Linked DNA regions of Gossypium hirsutum: all the other regions are linked to region 1. The links are chromatin contacts, called in public Hi-C maps. All regions are on one chromosome and are shown on one strand. Each heading gives the region's core, a stretch centred on a gene start, on an enhancer-like site or on the middle of the called end of the contact. The rest is flanking DNA. Distances are from core to core; before and after follow the strand shown.

What was found. A called contact is a pair of places that touch in the nucleus more often than the background predicts.
Region 2: a Hi-C map of leaf shows a contact between it and region 1, with 3 times the contacts expected there. The contact joins the promoter of LOC107947722 here to the promoter of LOC107948794 in region 1. A contact is called at or near these places in 8 of 34 Hi-C or Micro-C datasets (anther, callus, hypocotyl and 1 more).
Region 3: a contact with region 1 is called in a Hi-C map of leaf, with 3 times the contacts expected there. The contact joins the promoter of LOC107948238 here to the promoter of LOC107948794 in region 1. A contact is called at or near these places in 5 of 34 Hi-C or Micro-C datasets (leaf and petal).

The regions. Positions count from the first base shown.
Region 1 is chrA08:88,157,498-88,160,206 of Gossypium_hirsutum_v2.1, forward strand. LOC107948794 (caffeic acid 3-O-methyltransferase) reads left to right here and starts at 1,329. Exons shown (of 4, transcript XM_016883445.2): 1 at 1,329-1,984. The coding sequence starts at 1,566.
Region 2 is chrA08:89,067,719-89,070,427 of Gossypium_hirsutum_v2.1, forward strand. LOC107947722 reads left to right here and starts at 1,343. Exons shown (of 15, transcript XM_041074532.1): 1 at 1,343-1,714; 2 at 1,993-2,077; 3 at 2,238-2,340; 4 at 2,433-2,517. The coding sequence starts at 1,598.
Region 3 is chrA08:88,939,160-88,941,868 of Gossypium_hirsutum_v2.1, forward strand. It overlaps LOC107948238 (ribosome-binding factor PSRP1, chloroplastic), which reads left to right and starts at 1,306. Exons shown (of 6, transcript XM_016882718.2): 1 at 1,306-1,724; 2 at 2,069-2,168; 3 at 2,171-2,211; 4 at 2,300-2,587. The coding sequence starts at 1,425.

The DNA of each region.
Region 1 (2,709 bases), core at 79-2,578:
TCGTATGAGTTGGTTATGTTTTGGCGGTCCCTACGGAGGGTGAATAGCGGGTTGTCTCTATGCTGGTTCGGATAAGATTCATAAAGGGCCATCTACGAACCATCCTACATGAATGGTTAATATAAATGATTCCTTATGGAGGGTTGTACGCGAATTGCTCCCAATGGAGGGTTATTTGCTGGTTGTCCAACAACTTGCCATATGTCTTGCCATATGTCCTGCTGAGTGGAGGTATAACAATTGCCTTCCAGTCGAGAGGTAAGTTATAAAGTGGCTTGTCGAGACCTTTCAGATAGCCAACCATTGTAAAGGGTTAGTAGAGCGAGTCATGTCATAGGTTAGTAGGTGTTTATTTATTGACTTGATTGAATATATGTATTTTTATAGAAGGATTATGGTTAAAGTTTGTTATGATTATTATTGAGACTTCTAAAGAGATCAAAATATATTTCCCCAAAATTTTTTCTCACTCATAATTTCTAGAAAATGATGATATAAACATTTATTAAATCAGTTCAAGTAATCATTTGAAAATATAGTATTCAAGATTGAATACATAGAATGTGATATATTATGTGATGTTGTCTTGAGGGGAGTAAATACATACTGCACTCTTTTTCTCTTAACTGAGGTTTTGTCCAACTAGATTTTTCTAGTAAGGGTTTTAATGAGGTAACATGTTATGCATATTTTAGATAGAAAATATTTAGTACATTGCCATTGGTGTTTTAGACTTCACAAATAGGTTTAGGAGGTTGACAAGTGTATTAAGAGATAGAGAGAGAGAGATGAATTTTTTAAGGTTGATTGTGGAATAAAAAAGTACATTGTATGTGTACTCTCTCTTTTTTTCAATTTTTTTTTCAATTTTTGTCTTAATAAGGTTTTAACGACGTACATTATCTAAAGATGGACACTCAAGTGGAGTGTTATAAATGTTTTATTATTATAAAGTGGATGTCTATTAGAATAAGAAGTTTGATATACTTTACGACTCTACTATCCATTAGGAGTTAAGTTTTATTTTCTTTATACTTCTTATATCTATAAATATAAATTTTAAACAAACATTGTAAATATCATGATCAATAAAATAATTACTTTTAGTCTTATTTCTCTTTTCGTTTATTCCCTTTATTTTTTATTTTATGATATTAATATATTAATTAATAAAAATATATTTATATAAAAATATTTATTATTATATAATAATTTAGAACAAAAGCTAATCCAAATTACATTAGACCACATCGAAGGTCTAAACAAATCCAACGAATCAAGTTGAACGGATATAACCCAATAATTAAATAAGCCCACCGTTCCTACCGGGGGAGGGGAAGTGAACTCAGTGGAGTAATAATAATAAAAAAAAAAAGGTGCGGGTGAGGGGTTATCATTTTAGGTGGTGGGCACCGAGTAGCTGTACAGGGGAAATGGGGACCATGAACGAAGTGGTTGTTGAGACAAAACACCATATATAACCCCTCTTCGTGCCTATCAGCCATTACCACTATCATTTAAACTCTTTGTCAGCGTTTCCGATAAAACTCCAATATCCCAAAACAATGGGTTCAACCGGTGAAACCCAAATGACTCCCACCCAAGTCTCGGATGAGGAAGCCAACTTATTCGCCATGCAACTCACCAGTGCCTCAGTCCTTCCGATGGTCCTCAAGTCGGCCATAGAACTTGACCTGCTGGAGATCATGGCCAAAGCTGGCCCAGGTGCTTTCCTCTCCCCAAAAGAATTGGCTTCCCAGCTCCCCACCAACAACCCCGATGCACCTGTCATGCTAGACCGCATCTTGCGCCTCCTGGCTACCTACTCCATCCTCACTTGCTCCTTGCGCACTCTTCCTGATGGCAAAGTGGAGAGACTCTATGGTCTTGGCCCTGTCTGCAAATTCTTGACCAAGAATGAAGATGGCGTCACTCTTTCCGCCCTCAGTCTCATGAATCAAGACAAGGTCCTTATGGAGAGCTGGTCAGTACCTCCTCTACTTATTTTACTTCTTTCCTTTATCTTCAATTTTTTACGTCCTTACAATCTTTAAGGATCTCTCATTACTTTTAAACCCGGATTGCTTTTGGCATAAAAGATGCCACTGTTAGAAAGAGAGGAGATCTTTTAAAATAATTGCATGAACCAATTAAATTTATTTAAACTCCTGCTGTTTGTGACTTTAAGCATATCGCATTTTACTTTCAAGATACACATACTAAATATATTAATAACGAAAGGAGACATTGAAATTGAACGTGATCAGTTACATGAAGAAGAAACGATCATAGTAATACTTTATATGTGGTGAGTTTCAAGCATGTTGTTGATACTTAAAACAAAGTGTGGCTCCCAGTTTTAGTGGAATATATACAACTATGATCCTTCCTGATAACATGATCCTCAACTTTCAAGATTGAGAAGAAAAGAGAGAAGCCGGGATCCCCTAGGTAGGATGTATGTTATACTGCTACAGCATAAGTTAGGTAAATCTGATTAATAATTGAGGCCACCCGCTTGGCATTTGGAATAGCTTACCGAAAAACCGTATTTTTTTTTCATATTTATAATAAAAAAATAAAATAATGAAGATAAAGCTTTTTTTTTGAAAGAGACATAAAGTTGATTTAATTAATGCATATGATTAATTTAAACATGAATTTTTTTCACATAATATCAATTTTAATTTTGAATGTTTACAATTTTGT
Region 2 (2,709 bases), core at 93-2,592, 910 kb after region 1:
CCTCATAAGATATATTTATCTCTTTGGGTTAAATTCATTCACCTAATATGATTTTATTTTATCTCATGATAACCATTACATCTTCCTTCATGAAAAAATTGATTATTAATAAATAGTAATTAAATCACTTATCTTTAAGACAAATGAACAATGATCACGTTACTTTTCATCTATCATGTAATATCGATGAGAAGATACCTTTTACCTTTTATTAGGCTATGTATTCCACTATTACAAATAAAAACTATCAAATAATACCATTTTTTTGTCTCTAAATGCTACTTGAATGAATTTTTTTTGTTAATGCATCCATTTATAGTATTAAGTCTTAGTTTTAATTTATATATAACAATAACCTAATTAAGTAATAAGTATAATTTAATATAGATTCAAATTCTAAAATTTTAACTCCACAAGTTGTATTTAAAGAGGATAATTATCCTATACATCGCCTGTGGAGTAATAAAAAAAACTCCACAAATGGGTCTTGATTGATGCCATTTGTTTTTAGGGTATAATAAAATAATAATTAAATAATTAAAAAAGACACTTGACATTATCTTAGACCCGTTTGTGGAGTTTTTTTTTCTTAACTTCACCGGTAGTGGACAGAATAATTACCCATTTAAAAAATAATAAAAATACGGCACGTGATAAAATCTCAACTTGCTTGTAAAATAAAAACTTTTCACCACGTGTGTATCAAATAATTACCCATATATATAATATGTATATATCATTTATCTAAATGATTTTATTGTTTTTAATTTATCTAATTATATTCCATGAATTAAAAAGTTAACTAATATTACTTTCAATATTATCACATAATAATTAGTAATATGCTAATAAATTATTATTCTAATTTTAATTTAGTAATACAATCAATAATAAAAGATATTATAGTGATTTCAAATTTTTTTTTAAAACTCGTCCTTTTATATTTATATATAATATATAATAGATTATAGATAACATATTATTTATATTAAAGGCTGTATATTATATATTTTATCTTTTTGAAAGTATATAATATTTATTTTTAATTATAAAAAATAAACATGTTTATTCAATTAGCTCCTGGAAAGCTAATTTAGCTCACGATAATAATAGAGAGCGGAGCGGACCCGACCCGGATCCTTATCAAATCCGAAATTGGGTCCAAGAATCTATAGCCAGGCCAGTGGGAGTTAGCGAAAAGTCCATTTAACTTGCTTTTAAGTTGAAGAAGAGCAGCGAACCTGACCAATCCAACCCGGCCCAATTACAGACTCCGGATCTTACACCTTTCCTTTATTACCGAACTAAAAAATCTCCCAACTTATAAACCTCTTCCAACGACAGTACGACTCGAACTAGGGTTTTCGCTTTGTCACTTACGCTCTGCAACTTGTTTATAAAACCGCATAACTTTCAAGCTCTGCTCTAATTTCCCTCCAAATTTTCCATTCCCGTTTTCCACATTCAATAAAACAAGCTACTATTTTCGTCTTTTAACTATCTAATTTCTCCTCTTTTCTCAACGAAAAAGAGTAAACAAAAAGCTTGTTCCCCTTTTCCACAATAGTGCCCTTTGTTCTCTTAACAGACCATACCAATGGCTTCTCGTTTCCAGGCGGTAACATTGGTGGACTCACCATCGTATCCTAACTCCATCGCCTGGTCCGACGAGAACCTAATTGCCGTGGCATCCGGTCACTTGGTCACCATTCTGGTAAGTTTTTGCTAGCTACAATGACTTTTGCTTTCAAAACCTCGTCTTTTCTAAAAGCCTAGTGGGTGGCTGGGTGCCATCCTTTTCTTTTATGCTGTGTTTTGTTGACGAGAATACTATATTTAAAGGAGGAAACGAAACAAAAAGTAAAAAGAAAAATGTCTTGTGTATACTGTTTGATGTGTGCTGCAGGAACACTGTTTTGTTGCTAAGCATTGAAACTGATCGTAGGCGCTTTTTTTTTTTCTCAAAAAAATGTCAATTAATTATCTTATCAGAATCCGGCATTGCCCTTTGGACCTCGAGGCCTGATCAGTATAAACAGGAGTGAACCTTATCCCATTGGGGCGGTAAAAAGAGAAGGTGCGTCTCTATTGCATGTTTCTAGAGTTCTGACCACAATGTGCTTCAGTTGCCTCAAATTTATTAGTTTGATAAACCTCAACGGGTTGAAGAAGTTTAATCATTGTTTTCGACAAAATTGGGTTGCATTTGACCATTTAGGTATAATTTGTCTCCTCAGATCTAGCATCTGGCTGTTTGTTACCCACCACTTTAAATCGGGATCCTCGTCCTTCTGTTCGATCAGTTTCATGGTCTAATCTTGGAATGGCTCCCAACTCTGGGTAAGAGTCTGAAAGATGTCATTACATTATTCCCTCAATTTCTGCACTTCATATCTGTACTTATGCAAATTTGCTTCAATAAAATGCAACAGGTGCTTTCTGGCTGTTTGCACCACAGAAGGGCGTGTAAAGCTCTATCGTCCTCCCTTTTGTGATTTTTGTGCTGAATGGGTAGAGGTACGTACTTAGGGGGCAGGATAAACTTTTTGGTCTCATTACAGCAAGTTGTAGTTACAATGAAATATTTGAGGTCACTGAAGTGAAGTAGGGACTCAGCAGCACTGTCAAGGCATGCACCTAGGCTCCCCTATGCCTTGCGCCTTAGCATTATACAACAAAAAGCACCTCAGACCCATTTGGGTGAGCCTC
Region 3 (2,709 bases), core at 56-2,555, 780 kb after region 1:
CCCTATTAGGAACCCGCATAAGACGAACACAAGTCATAACTACTCTATTTGTATGTTGCATTATGGACTACCCCTTTTATGACAATTTCTTGTGCTTTTTACACTTTCATGCAATGTCCACACATTATTTAACATGATATACACCATTTTTATTAGTATACCCCGTTCATTGGCAGACATTATTCCCTATTAGGAACCCGCATAAGACGAACACAAGTCATAACTACTCTATTTGTATGTTGCATTATGGACTACCCCTTTTATGACAATTTCTTGTGCTTTTTACACTTTCATGCAATGTCCACACATTATTTAACATGATATACACCATTTTTATTAGTATACCCCGTTCATTTTTATAAATGGGAAACATAGAAAAGCTACGTTAAAAGAGATGTAGAAGGGAGAAAAATAGCGGAAGAAGTAGAAGGAAATGGAAAATAAATAAAAAAATTAAAAAATATAAAAGAAAAAAATTAAATTGTTTGAAACGAGAAAATATGGGGATCAATTGTATAATTTAATCTAAATTTTTTTTTAAAATAATAATTTAACATGCCACGTCAACTTAATGTTACGTCGTTAATGGCAATTAACGACCCAATGATTAAAATGTGACAACACGTTAACGAAAGTGACTAGAACATAATATTTCAAACATACATAACTAAAATATAATCTAAAATAAACAAAAGTAATATTTTAATAGTTTACCTTAAATTTTATTTGTGTGTATAATGGATATAAAATTGTAAATTATCTTAATCATACAATATTATATTGCTTTCACACAAATTTAACAAGCTTGTTGCCGGACAAGGAAAAAGATGAGAGATGTATCTAAAAAGACAAGGAAACACCCGTCTAACTCAATTAATGGTCCCATTTACATTATCCATCCCACCTTTATCCTTAATTTATGTATTTATGTCAAGGCAAATAATTATTGGAAATGTTCTTCCAGTTCATATTTAATATATTTTGAAAAATTAATATGGATTATATATTATAAAAATGTGAGAAATTCTTTATGGTTTAAATTAAAAAAAACAAAATTACTAAGAATTAAATAAAATTTACAAGTGCAAAAGGATGACATGAATCAATCTGAAAATTTGAGCTATTTATTTATAAAAACAAATCAACTTTCAAATGTATATTTACAGACACGAATCCTGCAACTTATGTAATACTTTTTAAATATTAAAAAAGATGAAAATTTAAAAAATATATATGTGATATTATTTTTGTGAATTTTGTTGATTACACCTTATAAATATCTAGTCCATGCCATCTCACGTGTCCTTATCCATAAGCCAGACGGCATAATTCCCCCCTCCCCCCTTGTATTTGCCTAATGCCAGATTCTTGTATTTTCTTCCATTTTCATTCAATCCATCCAAAACCCTGCTCTCCTTGTCGAAATGGCGACGACTCTGTTAGCTTCCTCTCAAACAAGCTTCCACCACCCACTCTCTGTCTCTGACTCATCATTTTCAAGTCCTTCATCCTCTTCTTCATCGGTCTCTATGTTCACTCTCACAAAACCTCGAATCCCTTCATTACCTTCTTACAAATCCAGCTTCTTCAACCCAATTGGGAACTATTTCAAGTGCGTTGAGATGGAACCAAGAAAAATCAGGAACTCTTCACTAACAGTTCGAATGTCATGGGACGGTCCACTCGCTTCCGTCAAATTAATCATACAAGGGAAAAGTCTCGAAGTAAATTTACTCTTACTAATCATTTACTTTATTTTTTTTAAAAAAGAAGCTTTTTTACTCAACAATGAGATTTCTCTCTTCCTAGTTTAAGTTGTAGCCCTTCATTGTTTTACTGATGATGCGTCTTTTTCCTATTGGAAGCCCAAGTTTTTTTACTTGAAGCATGTGAAAGACCATCTACATCATAATGATTAATGAAGCACTTAGTTTGGCATCTATATTTGCTTTGGGTTTTGATTTAATTGATTTTTATTATAAGGCCCATGTAGAAATTGTACTTCAATGATGGGAAAGTTTAGAGAAGGTTTTTTCTGCTGTAATAAACTTGTTTTCATCGGATACAGTTAACAGATACAGTTAAGCAGCATGTTGAGGAGAAGGTTGGTAAGGCAGTTCAGAAACATAGCCATCTGGTGAGAGAAGTTGATGTTAGGTTGTCTGTTCGTGGGGAGAACTTGGGAAAGGTCCCAGGATTCGAAGATGTGAGGTACTTTCCCAATCCTGATATTTGATGTTTGCATTTTGAATTTTAGACACTTAGCTTACTTTTTGCTCTGATGGGTTTTTGTTTGAAGGTGACTTTGTTTACAAAGAAGCATGGAGTAGTTCGAGCAGAAGAAGATGCTGAGACAGTATATGGGAGTATAGATTTGGTGTCCTCAATTCTACAAAGAAAGTTAAGGAAGATTAAGGAGAAAGAATCAGATCGTGGCCGCCACATGAAAGGCTTCAGTAGATCAAAAGTTAGAGAACCGGTGGCGGTAGTAGTAGATGATGATGCAGAGGCCGTTCCCGAGCAGGTAGTAGCAGATGATGATGTAGCAGCGGTTCCCGAACAGGAGGATGATAGCTTTATAGATGAGGTTTATTTCATCAACTTTTAACCTATTGATCTGTTTATGGAATTAGTTTTCTTGCAGATATTTTTCATATATTCTACTTAGATGCTTGGCTGCAAGTCATTATATTAAGGGGCTTTTAAAAC